2 separate regions of the Drosophila melanogaster genome follow, and region 2 is linked to region 1. The links are chromatin contacts, called in public Hi-C maps. All regions are on one chromosome and are shown on one strand. The core of a region is the stretch at or near the end of the contact, and the rest is flanking DNA. Distances in the headings are between cores, read along the strand shown. Region 1 holds the start of lncRNA:CR45568 (long non-coding RNA:CR45568). Region 2 holds the start of ttk (tramtrack).

The links. A called contact is a pair of places that touch in the nucleus more often than the background predicts.
Region 2: a Hi-C map of the Kc167 cell line shows a contact between it and region 1, with 3 times the contacts expected there. A contact is called at or near these places in 2 of 107 Hi-C or Micro-C datasets (the Kc167 cell line and embryo).

Annotation. Positions count from the first base shown.
Region 1 is chr3R:29,275,288-29,278,763 of dm6, reverse strand. lncRNA:CR45568 (long non-coding RNA:CR45568) reads left to right here and starts at 1,656. Exons shown (of 1, transcript NR_125290.1): 1 at 1,656-2,388.
Region 2 is chr3R:31,712,141-31,715,616 of dm6, reverse strand. It overlaps ttk (tramtrack), which reads right to left and starts at 1,750. Exons shown (of 5, transcript NM_170566.3): 1 at 1,348-1,750.

The sequences.
Region 1 (3,476 bases), core at 407-2,906:
AAATAAACCAATTAGCACTTCCCACCGAGATCAAAGGTCCATCCCCACGAGATCTCACTCTCTCTCGATCTTGCGTCTCCTTTTTCGCAATGCAATTGCGAGTGCACTTTGTATCTGGAACTGCATCCATCCTACACGTTCCATGCAGTCCATCCATCTGTGTCGTTAAGTACACTCAAAAGTCACGAAGCATTAAAGATGCAAACAAGCTGAATGAACGCCGACCACAGGCACAAAATACATAAATACAAAGTGACCACAGTTTGTTTTCATTTAAATTGAAATTGAAGTCCGGCCCCACAACTACAACTCCAACTCGAATACCTCAAGCCCCATCTCGATCCGTGGACCCCAGGCTGTGGGCTTTAGGCTCCAGGCTCCAGACTCCAGACTCATCGCAAACACAAATAAAGGCACCGACTCCGAACTCAATATGAAACTCCAACTGCGATGCAGATGATTTTCATTGTTTTGCTTCGCTGTAATTCTCGCGCTTTGAAAATTGCATTACAAACAAAGGCAAAAAATCAAGAAGAAGTCGGACAAAAAAGAACCAGAGCAAGTCTCCTTCTCTGGGGATTCTCCGCTGGATTCTCCTCTACGTTCTCCCCTGGCCAAATGACAAAGATGCTGGGGGACACAAGAGCGTGTTGCAAAAACTCACAACATGCCACGCACTCCGCTTCCCCGATGCTTCCCCAGTAGATCCCCTCCTACAAAAAGATCATCAGGTTCTCAACTTTAACTGCCCAAGTCGAAGAGCTAATAGTCTCGTAAGCATATTCATTGAAGATGTTTATGTCCTGAGTTTAACTCAGAATAAAGAATTAATATAATTTAAATGCTACTTTTTTATCAAATCGTAAAATATAGTAGAAGCATAAGTATTTAAATAAAACAAACATTCTACTTAGCTTTGCTAACTTTCAGATAGGGTATAAAGAGCTTTTCTCTGTCCAAGTCAAAGTGCGTCTCGCACCAAATCGCGCGGTTGTTGATGATGTCGTTTCCCGTCCGATAATCATGCCAATGATGAGCTCAAGTCGATTCTCGACTGGCGGTAATGATGCTGCCCTCCAACCCCCCCTCCACCAATCTCCTCCAGCTCCAGGCGCTCTCTTTTTGCCCTGCTCTTCGATCCACATGCGAGCAGGCAACCCAGCCCAGCCCAGCCCAACCCAACCCATCCCATGCCATCTCATAATTATAATTACGCCCCGGCACCGACAGACGAAGGGCCACCACTTGGTGTGACGGGGTCTTCCTCTGGAATCCCCACCAGATAGCTTCCTCTCCTCTCCAGCTTGGCGAAGCGGTGGAATTCGCTTTGCAAATAACAAGCAATTGTCGTTGTCAATGTTCGTTTCCGTTTATCCTCGATGAGGAGTGAACAGGAGGCTTCTGCAGAGGCTTCGATTCAAGCCTCCGAAGTTGCGTGTTAGGCTCCGGGGCGATTCTGACAATACACTGAAAATAATCGTGAGTACTTTAACTACGCCAACGAATGTTGAAGTCCACAAGAAGTCATAGAGATCAACATGAAACCCATGGTAAGCTAATAACTCTCACTTATAGATGACTACACATTTACACGAAATTTATGACTATAAGGGATCCCCAACTTTTTCTCCCAGTGCATACACTTGCAGTGCGTTTTGTGAATGATTCGCTCACTTTGTGCCGCCAGTTATTTACTAATGAGAGCTAATTGAGTTTAAAATGCTACTAAAAGGATATACTTTCGGTTCTGGATCTGCTGATTTGAAGGGCCTACATTTGCGCAACTGGGTGGCTGTGGTGGTCTGGAGGACTATAACGGTAGCCCAACTGGAGCAGCAAATGCCGCACGCATTTCGGTAAATGAAATTTAACAAAAGTCAAGCCGCCCGAGAAGAACTACAATTACAAGCCACGAAGATTTGTGCAGCTGTCAGTCAATGGGAAGATGGCATATCGCCCCTCGATTCTCGATTCTTACGGGGATCTCGAAATAAGTGACTGTTGATGAGCATTGTGCAGCAGGATCGCCCCAATTTGCCGCAGTGCTGACAAACAGCTAGGAGCTGAAAACTCAAAACTGAGACGCCCCCTAAAATGATACCCACTATTTTTAGATACCCCAAATGGAGCAGAAGATGCAAGGAAACCACTTCCGGTTTGGCGCGTGCTCGAAACCGAAACAAAAACCGAGAACTTGAAGTGAAAATCAAACTAATTTCTGTTAATTACTGCAGTCAATGACCGCGACGAAAACTGGATACTTTCGGCGACTCTCCGGCTTTTCATAAATTATGAAACTTTAATGACGCCACTGACATTTATAGGCCCGCAGGCAAGTTGGCAAAATAGGTCAAGCCAAGCGATAAATGATGACGCAGCATCCCAAATGAAACCAATGAAAAAAGAAATGGATCTGGTTCAGCAGAACCCTGTGGATAATCCTCCTTACCCTTTCAATGACCAAGTAAATCACAAAGGAAAATAAAACTGTCCAAAGAAAGTGTCCACAAGAGGGGCAACAATCCCAAATAATACTTGTAAAAAAAAACACAAAGATCCGAACTGCGCCGAGCTGATTTCGAATGCAAACTTTCCTCCGAGGGGCCATTTGCTGGCATTGTATGCCTAATTGTGCAACTGGGCATTACTTGCCACTCTCTGCACGGTCATTAGCCGCATCCGTGACCCTACGGCGGACACTCAACCGGGATCGAGAGGTCCTTGCATCCTGCGATCCTCAGAGTCTTACGCACCAAGGATCGCGGGATGCTGCCCGCCGCACTTTCCCATCGCAGCTTTTCCACTTCCACCCTTTTATTTTCCGCGACCTCGGGCCATAAAATGTAGCAACTTTCTGTTTGGGTTTGGGATAGATGTTGGTCCAGTTTCTGGGTTGTTTTCGGGCGGAAAAAGGGGCATGTAAATTACGAGGTTTACCCCTGCCACTCAGCATCCCATTCGCTGATCATTTTGCTTAGCGCTCAAGCGGAGTAGAAAATGTTATGCTTAATTTTAAGTGCCCTTTTTGGGACGAAAAAGCGCTGGAAAAGAATGGAAAGTGTCTTAAGCTGCTTTATGGGAATTACACTCACCTCTGCGGATCTATGGATCCGCAGATGGCCCATGTCAGACCATAACCAGATGGGATCACAAAGGTCGTTACAGCTTTTCATTTGCGTTTTTTTTTTTCGGATGAAATGCCGCATAAAGCTGTCCGAAGGCGCGATGCTGCCATTGTGATCACAACTCCCTTTCCTTTGAAAGTAAACAGCGCGATAAAGGAAAACACTTTTGGTACACAAAACTGCACAAAAATAAGCTAGAGCATTAGAAACTCGAAATGGGTTTTTTTCTTCCTCGGTTACAAGTCAATTTGGTAGGGGACTACCCCCATCGGACACAATCATTCATTAGATCACGGAGCAGAACACAACTTTTATGGCCGTTTCCCATGTCTCAATTAGCTCGAAAGCCCT
Region 2 (3,476 bases), core at 501-3,000, 2.4 Mb before region 1:
TGTTCACAAGTGTCTTTGTGTGTGTGGGGCAAACAAACAGAAAAGCTTTCGCGGAGAGCGGGAAATATATAGTAAAGAGCGCATAGTGCTGCTCTTGTCGTTTCATTAACAAAACAACCGCAAAATTTATGTGTGATCTGAGACTGGGCATTCGTTTCCTTTTCGCCCCAATACAAAGTATAATTCACGATTTTTGTTGTTGCTGCCACTGTGTGAAGTGGGTTAGCGAATTAAAAACAACGACAGAAGTAACAAATAAACATAACATACAAAGACAAATGCAGATCGGAGACGAAGATTGTGTTTTTTGGGCTGTGATCTTGATTTGCATAATTGAATTTGTGGCTTAGCGTGGAGCACAGGTGCAAGTGTAGAGTTGCCCCTTGGCCAGGGTTGTCAGGTTTCCTTCCTCCCAAGAATAGTAACCAACGTATAGAGTTGTAGCTCACTTTAGTTATTGCGATTAAATAAACGTAAAGCCGAGTTACACAATCAATACATTGAGTCCAAATAATTTGTGCAGTGCAAACATGTTGCGTACATGGATTACTCATTCACACATTCACTCCATTGGTTCATTCAGAAAAACACCGCAAGTGTTGCAGCCACTGGAAGCCACCAGAAGGCACTGGAACTGGAAGAGTGATCAAAAGGGGTGCGCCGGGCGAATGACGACTGGATGTGGAAGTGGGGGATAAAAAAGGAAATGGGCAACTGCAAATGACAGAGATCACTGAAGCACGACCGACAAATAAGCGGCGGACGAATCTATGTATCTAGTATCTGGTATCTAGTGTGGCGGCATTACTCCCCATGTGCCGTATACGGCATGTGTGCATTTGTATCTGTGGCTGTACCACTATCTGTATAAGTTGGATACAAAAGCGTCTTTCCAATAGGCGTGTGTTGGTGCATGTACTGAGCGTGTGAGCGGGAAATTGTTAGAAGAAAATGTATCTGCTAGGCTTTTAAGACTGCTAGATTTCCAAAACGACCCTTGGCCAATTTGTCAGGCTTTTATTGCTATAATTCTGTAATCCAAAAGCTATTAACTGCTGATTTTGTCATCAATTGTTTTCGACTCCTGCGATGTCCTGTTTAAAGTGATTAGATTCTAATCCAAAAATATAATTCAGTGAACATTCAAATCTTTAAAAAAATCACTACGGACTCCAGAAACAAAAGCCAGTTAAAGAACTTTTGAATCTTAATCAATAAAATCCTCATCTGAGATTCAAGATAAGTCTTAAGAAGGTAATAAGAATACTTAAACTTGTCGTTTAAATTTGAACACTTGATGATTTGACCTTTTTCGAAGACTATTTCGTGGATAATCTCACCACTTACCAATTTTACAAATATTCTTGGTAATCCGTTTTGCGGTTTCTTCGGCGGAAGAAGGCTTGCAACACTCGAAAGTACTTGTTGTTGTTTCTGTTTCTTCTCTTGTTGTTGGTTACACGTAATTGGCAACCGAGGCGAACACGGAGCCGAAAGCGGGTTGCGAAAAGGCAAAAGGCAAAGAAATCAGCTGAGGAAACGCCGCGCACGAACCTCCAATCAGAACTGAAACGGCAGGGATGTCGACGTCGACGCAGAAGCCATTTTACCGCATTTGTTGTCCCTGAGCTGAGCCCCAAAACCGAGAGAGAGAGAGAGGCAGAACGAGCACCACAGAGAGCCGCTAAGGTGGATACACAAAGCCGAGCCGAAGCCTTACCGAAAGCTTTGATCACACGGCACGAACTGAGCTGGGAATAGCATGGAATATGGGAGTATGGGAATTGGTAGTGGTAGTGGGCGGTATTTGTAGTGCTCCCGTTTCACATTGCTCTCCCGCTCGCAGGGCACCAAAAACGCAAGTGGATGTGGACGGATGAGCGGACGAAATGGAATGGCAAGAATCGAACATTTGAATGGGGCTCCAAATGGTTAAGAGAACAGCGCAGCCGCTGCTGGCAGCGAGAGCGAGGGAGAGCGCAGTCCCAACTTGACATTTCCATTTCGCCGCTGCGTTGGCGCTCTGCCCTTATGCTCTTTCTTCTCGCGCTCTCCCGCTGATAAGCTGGTGTTGAAAACAAGTCTCCTGCGCTCTCGCTCTCTCTCACCGCCGTGACCTGCTGCTCCACCTCTGCGCCCACCACCCCTTCGCTTCTCTGCTGCATCAGCGTATTACGAAATATGACAACAATGCAGTTTGGTCGTCCTCGTTTTCATTCTGCCGACACAGCGGCTGCTTCTTCTTCAGTCCCATCTTCACCTCTCTGCTTGTGCCTGCTCAGCATAAATGCCATCTCTCCGCTCTCTTTGGGAACACCGGAGTATGGAAGAGTGTGAGAGAGGGGGGGGGGGAGAGAGAGGAGAAAGAGAGAGTGGGTGGCTGGTGCTTGTTTGTTATTTTCTCCGCGCTGCACTTGCAAATTGATTGTATTTTAATGAAGTTCTGGTGCCCGCTAAAAATAGTCAACTCTCTATTCAAAGGGGAGGATCGTCGCCGAGGGGCGTGGTGCGGGAATTTCTATCTGGGCGCATTCCAAGTGCAGCAATATATCGGCAGTAACTAATTCCAAATGCCAGCTATTACGACAAACTGGTTTGATCGGAAAAGCGTGCCTCGTATGCTCGACTCTCTTATTCGCTCAACCTCCCACCGACTGCCCCGCCCCCCAGCGCCCCTTTCGAGAACGCTCGCGCACACTTCTAACTGAAACCGAAATGATTCCATGTTTTCCCCGCTGCACCGACTTTAAGTTGAATAATTGTTGCTGGGGTTGCCCTGCACTGAGAGAATTGTTTGCAACGTAATTGTTTCTTTACGTTTTAGAAAATATCGCTACCTTAGATAATATAAACTTTATACACTAGTTTTGCTGTGCACGATGGCACACGTAACCCACTGGTCAACTGCCTGATGGGTCTTGGGAGCGTGTCGCTTTTTGGGTAACCCCCGGGACGGGGCGTTACCTGATCCGATCCCAAGGGGGGCTGGTCGTTATTAGGGCCCATTTGAAGGATCATTAGGCATGCATGGGAAAGACCGTCAATCAATGCGTGTTCTTGGGAAACGGCAACAGTTCCCCGCATCTAAGATTATATATCTGGCATAGATATGGGAGTTCTTTGACTTTGGCACCGCTGATAGTGGAAAAGGATTGAGGGACCAGACTTGGGCGACAGATAAGACATGTCTAGGAAGGCCGTTATCTCTCTCTTTATACGCTGATAATGGAAGCCTTAATCGCTTTCTTTAAGTACAATCGGTTAGTTAGGTTTGGTTTTAAACATATCTACATATGTGGACCCTCTGTTATGAAAGCGTGTAGTATGGGGATAGCTTTGAGCAAGTTATACGACTGGTGAAAAATTGGCTTGCATAACCCGCCATACCCTCCATTGATCTTTCCTTGCACACCATTTTATTGTTTCGCAAGCTTACATTAGCTTGGAAACTAATTTCGATGGAGCCCACAGACAAT